Regions from separate parts of the Hermetia illucens genome. Here region 2 is linked to region 1. A link is a contact called in public Hi-C data. All regions are on one chromosome and are shown on one strand. The core of a region is the stretch at or near the end of the contact, and the rest is flanking DNA. Distances in the headings are between cores, read along the strand shown. Region 1 holds the start of LOC119657838 (short-chain-enoyl-CoA hydratase-like). Region 2 holds the start of LOC119657367 (sphingosine-1-phosphate lyase).

Region 1 (5,009 bases), core at 685-3,184:
TAGAGATGTTCGTAGCTATTTTTACCGCATTCGCGTTCAATGTCGCAGCTTTTGCCACCAGACCATCGGGTTTCTTGTAGAGCTCAGATATCAATGCGCCTTTTCCAAAGGGCTCTTGCGAGTTCCTCGGTCTTTCCAGTTAGGGTACCAACATTTAGCATGCAGGCACGTATTTGTATTGTTCAGACTAACTGGCATACGTCTTGCTGTCGTGCATGCGTCAAGAACCCTTGCCCATTTCTCGACAGTACCAAGCCTCGTCCAGCCACATCGACTGATGTGCACGTCCTAGCATTTCTCCGAGGCTTGTGACTCAATCCGATCACCTTGTTTGTAACGACATTGTATGCATTTTCTTGGTCGGCCTGTCGCGGGACCTATCATCAAGAGAGATCAGGTAGGATTTAACATAGAGGAATAACTCCAACTAAACTCTATTTATTTCTTCCCCTGATACTACGGAGTACTTTGCCAAATTTTCCTCCTTTACCTGGGCTTGGGACTAGCATACTATGTTGATAGCATGCGGAATTTGTGTACCTCTCATTCTGTAAACGTAAATAACCCAGCTTCTGGCTACGTTCTTTAACCAGAATCCGCTTCAGCTTTGAAGTTAGTCTCTTCGCAAAAGCGTCTCCATGATGATTGTTTAGCCGACCTTACGCTCTTCTTTAGAGCCTTCTGTGCCTCTTTATAGCGATTCTAGCTAACGCCTGAATCACACTTCAGAGCACGACTGGGGAGCATCCTTGTCGTTCTCCTCTGTTTTGCCAAATCCGAGTTCCACCATGGTGTTTTACCCTTCTTTGGTATCTTTAGTGGACAGCTTGCTTCGAAAGCTTCTCTCATGCTAGTTGTGATCATCTGGGCTGTCTTCTCAATTGCAGCAATGGATTTGATGCGCTTCCCCGGGATCGTGACCCGGGCTTTCAATTTTATTTTATACGTCGCCCAATCTGTCTTCCGCGGATTCCGAAATGGAGTAGGTGGAGATGGATTCATGCCCATTACGAAATCAATGCGTCTGTGATCCGAGAGTGTGATATCGTTTGTTACTCTCCACTCGCCGACCAGAGCCTCAATGTCAGGGGATGCCACCGTAATGTCGATTATCTCTCGCCTGACCAAGTTGAAGAAAGTGGGTTCATTACCAAATTAAGGATCTGCAGATCGGTTCCTACTAGATAGTCCAGTAGTCTCCGTCCTCTTGCATTGATGTTGCAACTTCCCCAGCATATGTGGTGAGCGTTGACATCATACCCTGCTATTACCCCCATATTGGCATATTGGATATCTCTGATGAATGCTCCACTCGAAACTTCTTCTGGAAGTCTTTTGAGATTACCATGCAGGAGCGGGGTCGATCACTTCCATTGGCATACAACAGGTCAGCATGTTGGAAGTTTAGGCCACTGACTACCCCACCAACAACCCACGGTGAGGTATATATAACGATTAATCGATCAAAACAAATCAGAATGTGGTAGATTATAAGAACCCTCAGATAAGGAAGATACCAAGATATTTAGATGAAAAAAAAGTTTCCTGGACTGGTAAAAGGTATCTCTCCTCCTTAAGTACAAACATGTTAAAGCATTTTGCAATTTGGATTTTAAAGTATCAAATCTAAAATGAAAAAAATGCAACTCCTAGATCCTGAAAATTTCATCTTTTAACTAGGTTTTTTTTCTTTTCTCTTTTTTTTAATCTGAATCTAATCTGACCGAATTCACTTTCTAGTCAACTGACGAGTTTACGAGTTTTACCCAGGCCCTGAAAGTGTTAATCTTATAAAAGCTTCTTATATCGAATTCCATTTTTCGGTTAAATTAAGCGACATCTTTTATCGGTTCTTGTAAAGAATCACCTAGCATGGCCATATACCTACGACACAAGAATCCTATCAGGAATTTCAATAATATGACAGCTTACATCTGTTCAACTGTCACCACTGTGCGGGCACCGGCTCCAAGGCATCTATTGCACCATTTTAATGTTATAGCACGATTCTCGCAATGATTCGAAGTTTAAGTAATATCGTTCGAAATCTCGGCAACCAACAGCACTTCCTTATGAGACAGCTTTCCTTGGGTCGTGCCCTATCAGCTGAAAAAAACGGTCAGTTACGTGCCAAAAGACTTGAATTGCTCTTTACAATGTGTTTATGAAAATCTTTCTCGCTCTCTTATTCAGAAGCAAAGGTCGCGCCGGTTGAAGAGGAAAAAGCTGAAGCGCCGAAAGAGGAGAAATTCGTCCTTGTTGAGAAAGATGGACCCATCACCCTGATTGGAATCAACCGACCCGAACACAGGAATGCCGTGAACGACTTGACCGCGGAACAACTCTCCAAAGCCTTTCATGACTTCGAGAATGATGACACCTCCTCCGTTGGAGTTTTATACGGTGTCGGGGGGTCGTTTTGTTCTGGATATGATATCAACGAACTAAGCTCTGATAATGTGGAGGCCAATCTGTTGATGAAAGCCGAGGGAACAGTGGTGAGTATTACGCAAGTCTGCATATGAGCTAGGAAAGATGTTAACTTAACACTGGCGTTCGAAGCAGAATCTTACCTTGGAAACATTTATTACAAAATTTAGAAAGAAGCATTTTACAGGTTCGTAACATTCGATTGCTCGACGCTTTGCCGGGCTTTTGCTTAAGCGCGAAAGTAAGGGGCTTGTGGTCCGTGAACACTGTGAACGGCTTGAAATCCAGGAATTAGCTAGGCACTGTAGTTACGTTGAGCTGAGTTGAGTTGCTTCGAAAAGAAGCTTAACGGTTCCCAGGTTTGGTTCACCCATTGTTGCAGAGCGGCACTTACCGCTGTGTCTGAACATCGACAAACGTGATTAGAGGTGCATTTGGCCAAGGAAATGCCAGTAGTGTAGCATCAACAAGCTGTTGTTTGACGGTTTCAAACGCCTGGACGGCCTCAGTAGACCACGCAACCTCGCGGAAGTCTTCCGTTTTGGGCCCAGACGAGTAAGCCTTGAATTTCGCTTGGTGATGAGCGGAGGCAAGAACCGACGATAGAAGTTTAACATGCCCAAGATCCTTTGCAGGACCTTCCCGCGGTTGGCAGAGGAAAATTGTCTGGGTCTGGTTGAAGCCCGTTGGGGAGTTCCGTCCCCACGTACTCGAGGAGGGCGATCAGACCCGAGTCTGCAAGGGACTCATCTGAAGTGGCTCTGCCACGAAGCCTCACCAGAGGTTATCTGGTACCATGGGAACCGGGATGGCCCTCTGAGAGCATATGCTCCCGGAGAATTCCTGGAAGATGTGTTCTCGGCCCGGTTATTTGCGGTTGGCCCCCTAGTGGGGGTTTCATGGTGGTTGTGGTTATGCCTACATGGCGGGCAGAGCTCAAGCGGGGAGTTGCGCTGTACAACTTGGGTGCCGTACTCCTTAGTTGCGGCAGAGGTGTTAGATAGGCCTCGCATCCACTGGTATGAATGCTGAGTCTGCACTCACTATAAACTAGTACCGCTGTGTTAGTCATCGCGGGGCTCTGATTGTGGTCCCAAAATCAATCCCTTTCCAAAGAAGTCCGTGGGATTATGCCTACACGGCAGGTACTCACGTTAAACCCCCAGGACTTTCATGGGTCTGGTTGAACTCCGTCACCTGCTTCTGTACGAATTTACCTTTGTCCACGTTTAGAACGAGGCCGACCTCACAGAGACGTTGAAAAATGCACTCGAGATGGTCCAAATAATCAGATTCGGAAGTAGAGGTGACCAAAACATCATCCTTGTAAACAAAGCAGGAGTTTAAGTTTCGTAGGGGGATTTTCTGAGCATTCAGACGCCTGTAATCTCCGCAAGGTCTGCATTCGCCGTTTAGCTTAGGGACCATATGGAATGGAGATGACCAAAAGCTATTGTAAGGGCTTTCTTTGCAATAGCTAGTTTCTGAGGTGATAGGGGACGCACCTTTGAGAAGATCGAGCCGGTAGTGTTGATATGATGCTGCACATCGTGCTTAAGCAACTGAGAGAAACTACTTTCAGTAGTAATGTTGCGATATTTTCGAAGGAGTGCGCGAATGCGATGGTCGGCAGTGTCCCCGAAAACAATGGAAAGAGTGTCATTTGCGCAGGTGGAAATTTTTCCTGACGACTTTAAAGAGGTTACGGGGTCTATATATTAAGGCTTTGTTCTGTAGGTCCTCCAAGAGCCCATAGTGACACAGAAAATCTGCGCCTAAAATGAAGATACTAATGTCCGCCAAAACGAATCGCCACGAAAACCTTCGTCGCAAAACGAGACTCATGTCTATCTACCTGTAGCCGTAAGTGCGAATGGAAGAGAAGTTTGCGGTAGCCAGCAATGGAGGTGATCTCACCGCCAGCAATGCAGTTGTGGTTCTTGTCTCCAATGTGCCGCTACAAGCAAATGTAGAGGCATTTTCCAAGGGGATTCGACGAATCGTCTTTGTTTTTTATGGTATTGAACCTCCTTTCATGGCCACAGAATGATGCTCGAAGCCATGATTTTGCAATTTAATACCACCTATGTGTAAGTCCAAGCTGCTAGTTAATGTACTTAGATGACATCAAATTGTGCGCGTATATTTAAAGTCTGGTGCGGATAGTAGAAATGTTCAGCCTTGATATTGGTGGAATTTGGTCTAGAAAAGTGTCGATCACACAAGCCCTATGTCGGACATAGCATTGGTGACCTCCACATCGAAAGTATGATCGAGATAGTCTTCAAAAAATACCTAGGTCCATACCAAAAAGGCTTCACTCCAAGTAACACGATTTGATTTTCGTGGCAATCGATGGAAAAACTGTTGAAATATGCCTGCGGCCAGGGCAAAACTATACACGGCATGAGATAATGCGGTATCTCCACTAAATTGATAGTTCTGACCCTGACCAAGTAAGTTTTCATCAACGCGAATTACATGTCCAAACCATCTCGCAATTTTACTATGATCGGTGCAACCTCATATTGATCGCCACGAGCTGCATCGAGGTAAAAACTCCAGAGTCCAAAGCAGAG
Region 2 (5,009 bases), core at 1,098-3,597, 170 kb before region 1:
GGAACGGGTGTACCCTCGGGAGCCTAAGCTTAGTTGATCCCGGAAATCACGGACGAATCAGCGCTCGCTCGAGGCAACAACACTACCCGACCAGGGCCCCGAAGGGGCTGGCTCCTGATACACGTCACAACTACGACCTTGGCAGAGCTAGACTCACATCACCCCATCGACGTCGGCGGAAAGCTGTCGACGGCTCCGAGGACTCCCAGTGTGTACCGGCCATTCGCGGTTCGCTCTTCACTGAGAAGCTTTTTCGAGGCTACTACCTAGGACGCCCATTCAGAACTCCTAAATCTTCTGCTAGACGCGATAAGGCCTATTTGATTAGATGTTCGCTGCCGATCAGTCGAAATGCAACTAGCCTTCGGGCAGTCCCTGTACTCGAAAAGTGTGAAACCGATGACGACACGGTGAAAGTTACAAAGCCTACAACCGTTCACCCATCTTGGAATTCAGATCACCTATCACAATCAAAATGTCCCCTTAAGCGAATTTGTCCAACCAATAGAAAGCATCCTTCCTAAAACATTGGAAATCTCCGTTGGTGCATAGCGCTGCACAATTATGATGCTCCTTAACCTGGTTCGGAGTCAGAATCCTGTCAGAAACCGGCTACCAGGTCAAGAGGGTGCACCTTGCAATTGCTGTCAGTAACAATCCAACACCAGGTTGGCGTCTGATACCACTTGATTACCCGAAGTAAAATAGCTCAGAGCCGCAAGAGGGAGTGAAGTGCCCTGGAAATTTTCCCCACCTTATTTCGCTTAGGCCCAGAGTATCTGGGCTATATCGCTGGAATCCCCACTCAAGTTGGAGAAACCGAGCATTCTGGAGATCTTCGACGCTGTTGTCGGCGAACGTGCGCTCAATCCAGAAACGAATACTTAGCGGTTTTCGATAACAAAAGGTTTATCCCTCTAGTCGCCTTTTAGGACAAGCAGCGAATACTTTCGAGTATATTCGTAAACCCCCATTCGACTGTCTGCTTACCATGATTGTGTTCCTGTTGATAGCTCGTTCCATTGCCTTAATATCGACAGTGTACGTCTCTGGATTCAGTTTGACCGAGTGGACGTGGGCGCCAAAGTAAAGGCCGGCCTTATTAAAAGCGACGTGAGCCGTCACTGGCGCCACAATGTTCGGCCTTGTAATTCCTTTCACATCACGAGCATAATCGCGGAAAGCCTTCACAGCCATAATAATCGACTCAGTCCCTCCAGTGGTCATCTGGAACGCAAAAACATCCATAAGAAAAATGCAAAACATTTCCTTTGGTCAACTTACAGCTCCACAACTTTCCGGTCCACCTTGAAATAGGTTGCACGCCATGCGCACTACTTCCGCTTCCATTTTACAAATCCCAGGGAAAACGTCAGCGTGCAGCGGGTTTGTGTACGAAGCCTTGCCGTAGACCTCGGTTACCAAGTTGACTATGTTCTCGTCGAAATCGTAAACTGCTCCCGAAACCTTTCCGCTTTTCCAATTGTAATGGCCCAGATTTGAATATTTTTCGAAGACGTCCATTACTTCGCCTCTGGTAAGACCTTTGGGTGGGAGGTCGAGATAATAATCGAGTCCTTCGTTGCTCTTTTGGATATCTTCCTCGAAACCTTTCGCGATCTTGCCTATTTCTTCGTCGATCTTTTTCTGGACGTAGGGAATCTTTCGGGAAAGTTTGAAGAATTTCTTCTTTGCTCTGATGTAAAGATCTGTGGAAAAAATCAACGTTAGACCGCAAGGAGGAGGTTTAGGGGCTTAGAATAGTAAACTCAAATCGAAATGGGCGTTCACCGTGAGACAGAACTCACCCTCATCTTGGTTGATTAGGTCCCACAGCCAGAACAGGCTGAGAATGGTTGAAGTTGTGATGGCTGCGATCTGCCAGGGCTCCTTATTGCCGAACAGCATATTGATATGGGACGCTAGGACCCTTCCTCCTTCCTTTAAATCCATTATCCTCGTTTCTCAACGAACTTATCCCGCCGACCTGCAAGAACGCTTTGTACTCAACAACTGTTTGGCTAATACGAAAATCACCTTTGAGCCGGTTCAAACTCTGATTGGGATTGGATTACTCTCCGTTATCGGAAATTGAATAACCTGCTGATAAGAAATTGGTTGATAAGGAGCCATAAAGATGTTTTGGGTGTGGAAAGTTACCACCTACCTGACAGAAAATGCCTAGCCTAAGAATTTCGTTGCTCACAGCATTGAAATTGCAGCGTGAACAAAGCACAAAGCAAAGGAAACTAGGGAGCGGCTGGCGACTATTCAATCTCAGCTCAAGAACGTTTCCATGCTCAGCTCGGCCTTTATTTTCCACTTCCCGGAATACATCTGACGTTCAAGGTGACAGCGGCATCATATGGAAAATGTAAATACACATGAAGATGGCCGCAGCTACGACTAATATATTTACAGCGGCGCAACCATCATACAAAATTAAAGCAGATATTACCAATTTTGTTATCTTCGTCCGTTTATCTATCATTAAGATAATTTCGCAAGTAATTGCAAAGTATCAGAAATAGATAACTACAAACGTGTACTAGGCATGTAAGAAAGGTTCTCTGTTTTGAGATTTCTTCAATTTAAACCGCTAGTAATTTGTACCAACCTTATGACTATAATTTGTTTGTCTAAGAATATTAACTCTATATTTTTAACAACTTTCACCTGAACGTTTTCTAGTATATGATCAGGGGATTCACAGAATACTTGAAATTATTCGTACAGGTAAGAAACAAGCGACCGTCGAAATCGATGAAGAACATGTGAAGCGAAGATCTAAACTCCGCTCACTGTGCCAAAATGATCCGTAGAGTACTGATGTGATCAATCCAGGAGGACCCGGAGCGAAAACCAGCTTGCTCTCTGTCGATCAAGTTTTCGAGATGTTCTTCAATGCGTTCCAGGATTGTTTTAGCTATTTTCTTTACGACGGCAGGGAGTACGCAGATACCCCTCCAATTGTCACCCTCAAAACGGGCCTTAACGTACATCAGCTTTTTCGATTATCTGGGAAAGTCTCGCCTTCCCAAGATTCCTGTATGAATGGAAGTATCGAATCTAACTGCAGGTTCAGCGATAAATAACTGTGTGGGGCGACGGTCAAGCTCAATAGCTTGACTCCGTTTGAGTTGATTGCTGGCCGAAATAATTGTTCTTCTTCTTGGAGGAGCAGTCTGTATCCTCATGTTACGGTGGGTAGCCGTTTCATCCACAAGAGGAGGAACTCCATTGGATGTACTGTGCCCTTTTCACATCTTCAGTTGCTCGTCATTGTGGATGAGAAGTCGACCGTTATCGTTCTTCACGGGACCATCGAACGATTTGTGACCACATATAAGCTCTTTTGTAATGCGGTATGCACTTCTGAAATTATTGCATTTTGCGGAATCTTCGCTATTTGATGGCAGCTCAATGCTCATCTATATTCTCAGGCAGGTTACTCAGAATATCTGCCGTCTGAACTGTGGGGGTCATAGCTCTCCACCCCTGCGAGAAGTGACAGACACAACACGCAAGCAAACATAAGCGACTGTCAGATTATTAGGGGGCACAATAATTCTTCAAAGACGTGGTGCGACTTTCCTTTAACAGAATAATAATCAGATTATGATCCCTTTTGAGGCCAATGTCAACGCCTTTTTTTGTTACGCACTTCCTAAATCAATTGCTAATCACGAACTAGTCAACTTAATTGCTTATATGGTGTCGGTCAGTTGAAATTCCGCTGACCTTATGGTAGGCCTTATGCTTAAACAATGCGCCACCAATGACGAGGCGGTGAAAGTTGAAGTAATCCATAAACCTCCCACCATTATCGTTACAGTCGCCAAAAACCGTGTTTCCCCATGTCCGAGTGAGAAGCTGTCAGAGCCCACCTTGGCATTCAGATCACCCAATCATGATAATAATTTCACTTTTAAAAAGTCTTCCCTGAATTGCGTGTAATTGCCTGTAGAAAGCATTTTTTCCTCTCCCGTTAACTTGGATCGGAATTTTGCAGTCAGAAGTTGGTCAGAAACCGATTACCAGGTCAAGGGAGCGCGTCTTGCGGTAGCCTTCAGAAACAGCCTAACACCGGATTTGCATCTGCTACCACTTGGCTTTCCAGAGTACAAAAGCACATTGTCATAAATGTAGGAAGAGGGAGAGGAGTACTCTCCAGAGTCCCACCATCTTAATGTGCTTACGAGCAGAATGTCCACCTTATGTTGTTTTTATTCCTACTTGAGTTAGAGAAATTGAGCATTCGAGGACCCTCACTGCCGTTGCCGAGGAGCGTGCGTATATTCCAACAACTAATCATAGTCCATTTTCAATAGCCAATGGTCCTCGACGTGAAGCCAATGCCTGTCCGAGGCGTCGTAGAAAATTCGCTGGCAGTAGAGTTTCAAAATTTGCAAGCTGCCCACAATTTTTTTCTCTTTTGAATCGCCTGCTACGACAAGCAGGGAAAACTTTGAGCATATTCTTAAACCCCAACCCAATAACAACCATATATATGAATGGCCTACTTTTTGGTAAAAAATTAATATGGCCTTCACACCAAAGGAAAAGAAACTATTCAAACCTGACCAACTTCAAATAAATTAGCGAAGCATCATTTTCGCTGAAATTTCTGAAGAGAATGATTGGATGTCGGATTCGCGAGGGTGTATTAAAGCCATACCCACAAAGTGAAAACCAACATACTTATCAGCGAGTCAATTTCAGTGAGTGTGCTCTTCATTTCTTGGGTTCTATGATTGAAGAAAGAAGCTTGAAAGACATGTACACGGTGAGAGTGTTCGTGGACAGTCACGAGATTTCTGACTGAGTGCCTTCCAAAAAGTTTGTGCTTCTGCCAGAAACCTTGGAGTTGATGATGTGCTTCTTTGGAGCACACATATAGAAACAAAGATGAAACGATTCCTCACAGTTTATGGAGTGTGCTGATGAGTTTAAAGTAGAGCAAAAAGGTAGGCCACAAAAGAGGCCGCGGCCCGATGCGCTGAAAGTGA

Evidence for each region. Hi-C and Micro-C count contacts between places; a contact is called where the count stands out from the background.
Region 2: a Hi-C map of an unstated tissue shows a contact between it and region 1, with 5 times the contacts expected there. The contact joins the promoter of LOC119657367 here to the promoter of LOC119657838 in region 1. A contact is called at or near these places in 2 of 2 Hi-C or Micro-C datasets (an unstated tissue and whole body).

The regions. Positions count from the first base shown.
Region 1 is chr5:22,345,414-22,350,422 of iHerIll2.2.curated.20191125, reverse strand. LOC119657838 (short-chain-enoyl-CoA hydratase-like) reads left to right here and starts at 1,934. Exons shown (of 4, transcript XM_038064961.1): 1 at 1,934-2,118; 2 at 2,194-2,498. The coding sequence starts at 2,016.
Region 2 is chr5:22,518,957-22,523,965 of iHerIll2.2.curated.20191125, reverse strand. It overlaps LOC119657367 (sphingosine-1-phosphate lyase), which reads right to left and starts at 2,347. Exons shown (of 9, transcript XM_038064251.1): 1 at 2,168-2,347; 2 at 2,038-2,103; 3 at 1,809-1,987; 4 at 1,285-1,709; 5 at 991-1,227. The coding sequence starts at 1,953.